2 separate regions of the Mus musculus genome follow, and region 2 is linked to region 1. The links are chromatin contacts, called in public HiChIP or PLAC-seq maps. All regions are on one chromosome and are shown on one strand. Each heading gives the region's core, a stretch centred on a gene start, on an enhancer-like site or on the middle of the called end of the contact. The rest is flanking DNA. Distances are from core to core; before and after follow the strand shown.

Region 1 (6,043 bases), core at 1,647-4,146:
GGTAGGAAAAAGAAAGACTTTGAGTGTCCTCCAACTTTGGTCGTTTATACAGACAGCTACACAGAAGGACATGAAAAGAGATTTGACTTAGGGGGTTGAAGGTACAGATTAGTAGTAGACTCTGCTATCTCATTTGACTTCTTGTGTATTTGCATCCAGACCATTCTTCTCTCTCCACCATACACAACAGATGGCTGCGGTGGGAGAAGCTAAGGAGCACCCAGCCCCTTTGGTCCCATATACTGGGATACACCATCAGGTACTTACAGGTTTTCAGAAAGGCTTCACTAAAGTGTGCTGATGTGATGGGATGAATTCCTCCTTCCTCACTTCCACTGATGAAAAGCCACCCAACTGACTTCAAAGGCAGCAGAACTATGGACAAAAATACACATGGGATCAGAATTTTGAGTATTTAACAAACTGACCTAAACTTGTATCTCCATGAATCTTAACACTTCCTCATACCCTGTTCTCTTATGGCTTCTCCTTACATTTTCTGACTCAGTATCTGCTAATTATCTATTGATACAATCTTTGCTCACTGGCCTCCCACTCTCTGTAATGAATGTGAGGGCAACAACGGTTGGAAAGCTGGAAAACCTTGGGGCCAAGGTGAGATCTGGTTTCATCTGTGTGGGTTCACATTCATATTCACCTAGAACCCTAATAAAGTCTTGTTCTCTTGCTTACCTTCTAAGTGAACAACTACTTACAAGTCTTTACAGCAGCGGTTCTTAATCTTTCTAATGCTGCGCCCCTTTAAAAGAGTTCCTCACATTGTATTGAACCTAAATCATAAACTTATTTTCATTGCTACTTTATAACTGTAATTTCGCTACAGTTATGGACTGTTATGTAAATATCTGATATGCAGCATGTCTGATACGTAACTGTTATGAAAGGATCATTTGATCCCCTACCCCTAGCCCCAGAAGGGTCACAATCCACAGGTTGAGAAACATTGCTCTACAAGAACCTAGAAAGAAACAGGTTTATGGATGAAAAAGGCAGAGGCAGAAGGCAACACCAGGAACAACAGCAACAACAACAATCCCACTAAAAGGATTGACAGAACTCCCCTAAAAAGGTTCACAGCACATGTTTCTGTATACTCAGGGTTATTAAATGTCTCCCACATGTTGTCAGCCCTGCCCTAACTATCCCTCATATGTGCTCAAGACCTGTAATCTGACTGAATATGCATCCTCCTAACGGTAAAGTCTTGCATTTTCCCATTCAGGGACTAAATTTCTTTGTCTGAGGAAAAAATACAAGGTATAAAAGTAGATAGTGGAACACATGCAACTATATTTGGGAAGAAGGCAGGGAAGCTAATGAAAACAATAATTCCAAGGTCATGTTTGAAATACCAGCCTCCCTTTGTATAGCTAGATCTTGCCTCACGTGCTATGAATGCCAGTCTTACCACAAAGCAGGATGCTCGGGAGATGCTATTCTTCCCTCTGGCTGGAGAAGAGTCGACCTACATAGAAAGCAAAAGATATTGAGGAAAATATTAAAAAAAATGTTGACCATGGTATAAAATTATAGGTTTATGGGCAGATTTCCAAAACCCAAGTTCAAATACCTCTGTTAAAGAATTAGGAACCAAGTACATGATCTCCATCAGCTCCCATGTGTGACCCAAATGGCTACCTTCAGAAACTGCATCCCACCCCCCCCCACCCCCCCCACCCCGTACTGCTGCTGTATAAAACTATGAGGGACAACAAAAAGTTGGGGATGATATATGGGGGTCCCAGAAAGAGACACTTAACTCCAATAGTGATTTCAAATATTCTAAATTGAACACCCACCTGCACAAAAAGTTCTTCTTTACTTTAAGTCCATTCGAACATTAAAACAAATGTTCAAGGTGAAATGTTGAGAAAATGGATCCTGAATATAAAAGATAGGACAATGTCATAATATTTATATAGCTAGGAGTTCTGTATATATGACCAACTCCTTATTATGACCAATTCCTTGCAGTAAATTAGGTACAGGAGTCTAAATACAGAGGGCAATAAAACAATCCTGTATTGAAGGCAGATGAACTTTTCATTCTTATGTTCTGACATCTTCATAATCGCCCCTCTAATGATGTTTCACCTTCCCCAGAATACACTACCTCTACCACCCTGACAAGAGACTTTGCCACCAAGCAGGAGTCTGTGGGAAGAGACAGCACCCACGATGCAGGGCACATGGATCCCTTTCTGGAATAAGGGCCCAGGTAGAAAGGCGACTCACCAAACAGCTGAACCATCACCAGAGTTGGCCACCTGCCTCCAACCCATGAACAGCAACCTCCAAGGGGCACCACCCCCAGCTTCCGCGCCGCCATTTCTCCCATAGTCGCCTCCCCCACAACCCTTGCAGGGCCCAAACACCAAAAAGGGCCGGGGGGAAAAGCCTGCTGCCAGGCCATCTGCTCTGCAGGCCTCCAGACCCTCAGACTCAAGACACTCTGGCTGCCACCCTGCGCCCGGGGCCCGGTTCGGGTTCCCGCTTCCTCCTCCCCACCGCCTGGGGTCTCCGAGCACCGCGCACACTCCAGGGAGGCCGCGACCTGCTGGCCTTCACTGGACTGTCAGGGCCGGGCAGTGGTCCTCAGTGTGCGACCACTCGGAGCCCTCGACACACCTCCACTTGCCTGGCCAGGCGCACGGCCCAGGTGTCCGGGCTCCCCCGCGTCCCCCTCCTGCTCCCGGCTGGTCTCTGTCCTCGGCGGATCCTCTCACAGAACCCCCACCGCTTTGCGCGCGAGTGGAATGGCAGAGACGTGTCCCGCCCCTACGTCTCTGCACCAAACAGGCAGGGGCTGCGCAGGATGCGGCAAGCACAGCTCACCTCGAGGGTGTCGGGAAGGGGGCGGAGGGATACTGCGCACGGGGCTCTACGCCCCCTCCTGGACCCACTGTAGTTCCGACTCGGAGTGGGCGGGGCCAGACAGCCCCACTCCTCTTGGAGAGGTGGGTTGCACCCGTAGGCGTCTGCAGACCCCTGTTCACCCTAACCAGAGACCACCACCACTTTTTTTTGGGGGGGGGGTGCCACAACAGTGTGTGAGATGGCTGAAATCTAGAGTCTATGAGGGCTTTGGAGAGGGGGACTATGGAGAGAAGGTGGTCTGGAGATGTGGAACAGGAGGGAGCAGCGGAGGGATACTGAGTGCTCCTGTACTTCAGTAGGAAGCTGGGCTTTGCTGGCCCCCAGCCCCTCCCTGCACTCCATCTCTTGCTACCCTTCAGTTCTCTCGTAGCTTCTGACGCCAGTAGAAAGGGAGGAGGGCTTTTAGTACTGCAGCTAGAGAGGGAACAGGTAGCCTAGCAACAGTCTGCAGAGAGGACTCTTGATTCTTCATGTTTTTCTCTCAATGCTTCATGGAGTTCCTAGAGGAAAAGAAATGGGAGCAACCATTGCAGCTTACATCGCTGCCCCCAGGGTAAAGCCAGACTTCTGTCCCTGGAAAACCAACCAGAGGTCTGGGGTAAAAGTCACTTTACTTCCTTTGACTTATTTGGACTAAAAACTCATCTAGTCACATATGACATAAAAGAACTGGGAGGTGGCGTGGGAGTAGGTTGGGACAGAGTAGGTGATAGGTCAACCCAAACATAGAATGTATGAAGAAGCCTTAAAGCAAACAACTAGCATGCAAGCGAATTTTAAAATATAATTTGAAGACAAAGGAGTTTGAACAGAGGTACCCTGCATGGGTGGACCAGGCTGCTGCTCTCAGAAGACACGACTTATTAAATAAAAATCCCAGTACCAAGCACTGCGAGTTACTGGTTAAAGGGGCCTCAGAGCAGTGGTTCTTAACCTATGGGTTGCTACCTCACTGAGGGTTGAATGACCTTTTCACAGGGGTCACATATCAAATATCCTGCATATCAGATATTTACATTATGATTCATAACATTAGCCAAATCACAGTTATGATGTAACAACGAGAATAATCTTGTACTTGGAGGTTACCATAAGACAAGGAACTGAATTAAAGCATCAGGAAGGTTGAGAACCATTGCCCCGGTGGCACCTAAAACAACAGAAGCTATTGCCACATCCTTTGGCTATTAAGACTCCACTGCTGAAGAATCACACTTTTTTTTTTTTTTTTGCTGTAGGTCAGAAAAACCAATATTTTAAAAGATTTTAATTTGTTCTTTTTTTTCTGAAAACCATACTTTATTTTAGATAGTAATATATTATTAACTGATGTGATACAAATTATGTATTAACTAACACTATAATAGAATTATTCAAATATAGTAAAATTATTTGAATAGAATTAGCCCTAAATGGAATAAAAGAGAATAAAAGAGAAAAGTATCAGGTTATGTAACTCCTCTCAAACAGATGAAGTGTGGGTAAAATCCAAAAATTTAATAAATGAGACAAAGAGAAGGTAGCTTTAGGTAGCAAGGAAAGACAGAGGTAGGCAAAAGGACACGAGTCATAAGAGAGGATGCAAAACATTCAATGCCATCATACCCCTGCCCCACTGAAGGAGATGTGCGGATTCAACGTTTTCTATATTGAAGTAGAAAACCCATTTTTTGCATCCCCAAAGAATCCTATATGTGTTACTCCTTTGAGGGAGGGATTGTGAACGTTGAGCTGTCCTTTCACTCCATTGATAATTATTGTAATAGGAATTAGACATGACTAGTCCCTGAATACATGTTACATTGATAGTCTGTATATGCTTGGCCCAGGGAGTAGCACTATTAGGAAGTGTGGCCTTGTTGGAGTAGGTGTGTCACTGTGGGCATGGGCTTTAAGACCCTCATCCTAGCTGCCTAGAAGCCAGTATTCTGCTAGCAGCCTTCAGATGAAGATGTAGAACTCTCAGCTCCTCCTGCACTATGCCTGTCTGGATGCTGCCATGCTCCTGCCTTGATGATAATGGACTGAACCTCTGAACCTGTAAGGCAGTCCCAACTAAATGTTGTCCTTGTAAGAGTTGCCTTGGTCATGGTATCTGTTCACAGCAGTAAAACCTTAACTAAGACAGAAGTTAGTACCAGGGGACTAAGGTATTGCTGTGATAGGCCGGACCATGCTTTTGCTTAGAAGAATGTGGATTTGGGGACTTTGCATTTTGAAAGCATTGGAACGCTTTAAGTGGGGTTTAATGAGTTTTTCTGGTAGGAATATGGAAGACTTTGTCGCGGAGAATGATTTAAATTGTGCGGAACTGGCCCAAGAGGTTTCAGTGGAGAATTTCAATATGTGGCCTAGAGACTGTTTTGTGGTATTTTGTGAAGAATATGACTACTTTTTGCCATTGTCTGAAGACTCTGCCTGAGGCTAAGGTGAAGAGACTCAGATTAATTGCATTGACAAAGGATGTCTCAGAAACACATCATATATTTTGTTCTCTGGTTAAGTCTTATGAAGAGCATCTTAAACAAACTTAGCCAGCTGAGAAAGGAAAAATATAAAATACATAGTTCAAGTATTAAAGGAGCACCAGGAAGTGAAATGGAGCCTAATACTGTGCTCTAGGAGTGAACAGATTAAGGGATTCTGGGGAAAGATCCTACCCAGCTAAATTTAGATCCAGGCATGGTAGTACACACCATTAATCCCAGGAGACAAAGCAAGCCACGCAGATCTCTGAGTTCAAGGCCAGCCTCAAATAGAGCAAGTTCTAGTTGAAGAAAAGCTTAAATCCAGGCATGGAGTTACACACCTTTAATCCCAGGAGACAGGCATGCAGATCTCTGAGTTGAAGGTCAAACTACAGAGCAAGATCAATGACAGAGTTTAGGTAGTGAGGGAATAGGTAAAGAGGAAGCTATTGATAATGTAATAGAACAAGGGAGCCATGTTCCAGTTCTGCAAGCAGTAGAACTCAGCAGCTTTGGCCATGTGTCTCTGGCCTTATAGTCAAGACTAGAAGGAGACTACTGGGACAAATGATGCTGGTTAGCTGGAGCTAAGAAATTAGTGGTGACACATGATATGCACTCACTGGTAAGTGGATATTAGCTCTGAATACCCAATATACAATTGGAAAAACACATGA
Region 2 (6,043 bases), core at 2,200-4,699, 40 kb before region 1:
ATTAAACCTTTGATATGGAATCCTATCATATATTATAATATGATGACACTTGGAAATATAATACAAAATAAGCATGTCACAAAAGACAAATAGGCACTGCTCTAGGTATGTGACACACATAGGATGTTCAAATATGTAGAAACAAAATATGGAATGGTGGTTATCTTGAAGTTAGGAGAGGAGGGCAAAAAGAAAATTGTTTTATGTGTAAAAAGTTTAATTTTGCAAGACGCTAAATTTCCGAAAAATCTATTGACCCTTTTTGTGCCTATAGTAAGCACTATTACATTCTGTGTTAACAAATTGTACAGCTAAAAAATCTTAAGTGTTTTAACATGATGAAAGTCATGAGAAGTAACGCTCCAATAAGTAACTGGGTAAAAGTTTTGAAAATGTGATGTTTAAAAGAAGATATACCAATGCCAGACAAAAACATGAATACATGCTGTACATGATTAATGATCAGGAAAATGTAAATAAAAGGATAGAAAAAGTCTCTCTGCTCGCTCTTGAGAGTGGTCACAAGTGAAAAGAGTAACCATAACAAAGGTGGGCCAGGTGACAGAAGATAAAACTATCACACCGTCAGTGGAAAAAGAGCATTTATAGTCACTTTGGAAAACATGTTAACAATTTCTTATAATGTCTATATTTTAAATCTACATGTGACCATGCTTTTGCACTCCTAAGTATTTACCACACAGGAAGAAAGCATGTGTCCACAGAAAGATATAAAGCCAAATGTTCATAGCAGCTTTATTTACAAGAACCATAAATTGAAAATAAGGCAAAATTTCCTCAACAGATGGATGGGTAGAATAAATTGTAGCAGAGTTGACACTCCATATGTCCAGGTTCCACATCTGTGAATTCAACAAACTGTGAATCCAAACTATTTTTATAAACATACCATCTGTTCTAAGCATGTATTGGCTTTTCTTGTCTCTATTCACAAAGCAATATAATATAACAATTATTAGCATAGACTTGACATTATAAGTAATCTGGAGACAATTTAAAAAATAGAGGAGGATTTTAACATGTTGTATGCATGTGAGGCATATGAGCAGCCACAGATTTTATCATTTTCATCAGCTCTAGATTCAATTTCCCTCAGACACTGAGAGACAACAGTTTATGCACATACTGGAAAACAAGGTGCCATAAAAATAACAAACAACTACATACAAATACATATGTATATGTGTGCCTAAAATTCCATAGGCTGAATAAAAGAAGCCAAGTCAGTTAAAAAGTCACACTGAGAATAAGTGACTGATAAGCATTTATGCCTAAATGAGACATCTATATGATATATACCCAAACCCCAGGGAACATCAGGAGAGGCAGAAGAAATGTGGGGAAAGGTGCTATGAAATATTGTTATCCAGTTGTGGCACAACCACTGCACTCAGGAATCCCTAGTAGTCATTGATAGATATATACCAGCACAAGGCTGAACCCTTCAACATTTTGCCATAAGTAGAGAAAGTCCACACAAAGCCCTACCTCTTCCTGAGGAGCTCATAAACATAATGGTTGCTCTGGGATGGAGTGTCTTTTTCTCACAAACCCTGAAGGACAAATTGGAAAGAAGTTCGGAAGGAAAGAAAAAGGAATAATACAGGATAATGGGAAGTGAGGATAATCACAATAAATTGTACATATGTAAAAACCCAAAGTATTATAGCTGTATAAACTTTTATAAAATAAGTTCCTCATTGAAAAAAATTCAGCCTCTGTGTTTCCATTTATATAGAATTCCAGAAAAATGAAACATAATTTGTAATCATAGATCAGTGGCTTCATGGGGCTGAGCTGAGAAGGAGAACAATGTGAGTCTATGAATATAGAACTTAAAATGTCATATTCTGGGAGGATGAACTTGATGCTATTTATGGAAATCTTGTTGTTGGTATCCCCCACCGCACTGAAAAGAGAGGCTTCTCTGATAAAGGCTAAAGGTAGGCTTTATCTAGGGGGAAAAGCATAGATGTTTACAAGGCAGTTTGATGCCATGGCAATTTAAACAAACAACTGTAATAAGTTCCTCACTGGGAACCATGACATCCCCAACCACGGGATTTTGATGAGATTTACAGTTCCAGGTTTGAAATCCTTCCTGCTGAGCTTGCCTCAAACCTAACCATTTCAGTTGTGCTGCTGTTACACCAGTGCGCGCATTTTTACCTAGCAGGTTAATTAGTACTGTAGCTCTGAAGGTTCACAGGTAGGTTAGACTGCCGATCTATTTTCTCCCCTAGCAGCCTGTACAGCCCCTGACATAATGAAGGCTGGCTAACAGGAAGGATGCTTTAAGTTCATTTCCAGCTCTACTTTCTCTTGCAACTAAAGTAATGGGGCTTTATCATCTATTCTGTGGGCAACCAAGAGGAATGCAAAGAGACTTCCGTGGCCTTCCCGGTCAACAGCTCATAAGAGAGTATTCTATACCTGGCATTGGGATTTTTTTTAATAATTCAAGGCTGTTTAGAATCAGCATTATCCAGCCCTGAAGGATCTCTATCATGTCTTCTTTTTAACTTTTGTTTTAGTTAGCTTATAAAATAGTAGGTTTCCATATGTTTTTCATATACTGATCTTGTTGGTTAATGCTCCCAACGTCCCCTTCCCTTCACCCATACCCGATTAAACCTTTTCACGCCCATTATCTTCCCCTAATCTCATATAACTTATATTCTGGCATCCTTCCCTTGCCCCTTAAATCATACTCACCACAATATGGCCATTGTCTTCTTTCCTTGCTGCTAAAGGACTTCCAAGTTAACCACACAAATCTAAAGATTTAAAATTAGGGTGCATATATGAGAAAAAACATACATCTATTGGGGCCCATGGTTTCTCTCTCAGTATATTTTTTCCTGAACTCTGTCTATTTACCTGCAATTCACTTTTTAGCCACTGAATAAAATTTCACTGTGTATATGCACCACATTTTCTTTTTCCATTCATTATTTGATGGACATCAAGGCAGAATCCATTTCCTAGCTATATAAATATCTAGGAACATGGTTGAACACGTATCTCTGTCATAGGGTGTCAAACTCTTTGAATATATCAAGGAGTGGTATAACTGAATCATACAGTATTTCTATATCTAACTTTTTGAGCAACCCCGACACTGATTTTTATAATGGGTCTATATTAGTAACATTTTTGTTGCTGTGATAAATCATCATGACCAAAGCAACTTATAGAAGGAAACTTTTATTGGGTCTTACAGTTCCAGAGGGATTGGGATCCATGACCATCATAGCATGGGAGCATAGCAGCAGGCACGCATGCAAGCAAGGAGGTATGGTGCTGGAGCTGCAGCTGAGAGCTCACTTTTAGATCTTCAGACAGGAAGTGGAGAGCATAATGAGAGTGACATTTGAGTCCTTTGAAAGCCCAAGCCTACCCCTGGTGACACACTCCTCCAACCAGAGCTCAGCTAATCTTTCCCAATCAGTTCCAACGACTGGGAAACAACTATTCAAAGATAAGAGCCTGTGGGGACCATTCTCATTCAAAGCACCCAGTGGCTGTTCCTGTTTATACTCCCACCAACAGTGAATACGAGCGCCTTCTCCCCCACATCCTTACACCATCTTTTGTTATTTGATTTCTTGATGAATGCAAGTCTGTCTAGTGTGACACAGAACCTTAAAGTAGCTTTGTTCTGCCTTCTTCTGATGGTTAATAATGTTGGACAAGCCTGCCAAGAACACAATTGAGAAAAAATTGTCTCCTCACTAAATGTTGCTGAGAAAACTGGATAGTTACATACAAAATAATGAAATTCTTTTTGAGAATTTGGATCCCTAAATTGCACTATGCCCCCTCCCAAAAATTTAAAGTAGATTAAAGATAAAGTGCTAGGTGGTATATTTCACTGATAGATTGCTTGTTTAGCATATAGAAAGTATCACAAAACAGAAACACCAAACATAACAAAGAAGATATCAACTTAATACCTGACAATTTACAACTCATAGAAGAACATGTAGGATGTTCCTTAATATTGGCAGAAGTGGCACTAAAGTCATTGGCACAAACAAGCAAGAGTATACCAATAAAAAATCAAAGATAACCAATAAAATTAAAAACTGTACCTTTAAAATGAGAGAATATACTTGTAAATTCTATCTATAAGAATATACTTGTATATTGCTACTATATACAAGTATACACACACACACATGCATGCAACAAAAGCCAAATCACCTAATTTTACAATATATAAGCAAAAACTTTTAAGAGACATGTTTAACATCACCTAATTCTAAAATACGTAAGCAAAGAACCTTAAGAAATATTTTTTTCAAAAGGACATAGATATGGAAAGAAAGCATGTGAAAAAATATGCATCATCACTAAGAACCAAGAAAATGGTAATAAAAATCAAAACCAAATAACATCTCATATCTGCTTCTATAGCTAATGTCAAGAATTATATGTAATAAAGGTTTGCAAGGATGTGGTGAAAACAGAACCCTTCCAAACTGTTGATGGAAATGTAGATTTATCTGGACAGTATGTAAGCAATATGGGGCTTAATACATATTAAGTACAGAATTACTAGCAGTCCAATTCTCTATCCAAAAGATATGACATCACTAAATAACAAAAATGTCTGCACCCTCATGTTAATTACAGTACTAATGTAGTAACTCATGTAATGACAACGTGTATTTATAACATGTAATAATAATGTGATAGAGGGCAAGAGAGAAGCAAGCAGAAAGCAAGAGTAAGAGAGGGAGGCAAGAGAGTGAGGAGGGGGCAAGCAGCCCCTTTTATAGTAGGTCAGGCCTACCTGGCTGTTGCCAGGTAACTGTGGGGAGGAGCATACTTGACAGTTGCTCCACGTAACTGTAGGGTGGAGTTTAGACAGAATGTTAACATTCCCCTGTTTTGGTTTAATTAAAAAAGAAAAATTAAGCTGGGCAGTGGTGGCAAGCGCTTTTAATCCCAGTACTTGGGAGGCAGAGGCAGGCAGATTTCTGAGTTTGAGGCTAGCCTGGTCTACAGAGTGAGTTAAAAGAAAGCAGGGGCTACACAGAGAAACTCTGTCTGGAAAAACAAACAAACAAAAACAAAAACAAAAAAGGAAGGAAGGAAGGAAGGAAGGAAGGAAGGAAGGAAGGAAGGAAGGAAGGAAGGAAGGAAAGAAGGAAGAAAATAATAAAAATAAACAAAAATAAATGTGGTCATTTCATTGACCAACTTCTCATCAACTAGGGCTGGTAATATTACCAGGGGTGGTAGAAGGAGAAACTGATTAAAGAGTACAAAACTGCACCTATCCAAGATTAGCCTAACTATGCTAGACATAGCATTATTATACTGTAATTAAATCTCTGTGAGTTAATGGCCAACTTGATCTGCATAGAGTTTCTGGATAGTTAATAGTGAGACCCTGTCTCAAAAAAAAAAAAAAACAAACAAAAAAACAAAAAACAACAACTCCCCAAAAAGTCAAAAAACAAAACAAAAAAGCTTCAAAAATGTAGTATAATTTGGAAATTTGGTCAAAGTATACTTTCTCTCTCTCTCTCTCTCTCTCTCTCTCTCTCTGTCTCTCTCTCTCTCGCTCTCTCTCTCTTTCTATTAGATATTTTCTTTATATACATTTCAAATGCTATCCCGAAAGATCTCTATACCCTCCCCCCACCCTGCTCCCCTACCCACCCACTTCCACTTCTTGGCCTTGGCATTCCCCTATACTGCGGCACATAAAGTTTGCATGACCAAGGGGCCTCTCTTCCCAGTGATGGCCAACTAGTGGATGCTCACAGTCATCTATTAGATGGAACACAGGGCCCCCAATGGAGAAGCTAGAGAAAGTACCCAAGGAGCTGAAGGAGTCTGCAACCCTCTAGGTGGAACAACAATATGAACTAACCAGTACCCCCAGAGCTTATGTCTCTAGCTGCATATGTAGGTCAAAGTATATTTCAACTGTTCTCACAACCAAAACATGGTATATATGTATGTATGCATGTGTGTATGTATGTATGTGTGTGTGTGTGAAAAAATA

The links. HiChIP or PLAC-seq counts read pairs in DNA pulled down with a chosen protein or histone mark.
Region 2: a contact with region 1 is called in an H3K27ac HiChIP or PLAC-seq map of epiblast stem cells. The contact joins the enhancer-like site here to the promoter of Bhlhb9 in region 1. A contact is called at or near these places in 2 of 39 promoter capture datasets (embryonic stem cells and hippocampal neurons), 1 of 15 datasets of contacts at CTCF or cohesin (CD8 T cells), 2 of 484 Hi-C or Micro-C datasets (the N1E-115 cell line and cortical neurons), 8 of 115 datasets of contacts at active chromatin or transcription factors (the SCID.adh cell line, embryonic forebrain, embryonic stem cells and 3 more) and 1 of 9 other capture datasets (adipose tissue).

What each region holds. Positions count from the first base shown.
Region 1 is chrX:135,882,704-135,888,746 of GRCm38.p6, reverse strand. It overlaps Bhlhb9 (basic helix-loop-helix domain containing, class B9), which reads right to left and starts at 2,896. Exons shown (of 5, transcript NM_001098222.1): 1 at 2,660-2,896; 2 at 1,821-1,902; 3 at 1,430-1,486; 4 at 268-375.
Region 2 is chrX:135,923,582-135,929,624 of GRCm38.p6, reverse strand. No RefSeq gene overlaps it. Among named protein-coding and RNA genes, the nearest start is that of Gm31214, 8.3 kb to the left of the region's middle. Within about 2 kb of position 3,449, at least 3 of the 459 cell types and tissues checked have an H3K27ac peak or open chromatin away from gene starts, as enhancers often do. A contact at or near this core is called in epiblast stem cells, where this site is marked.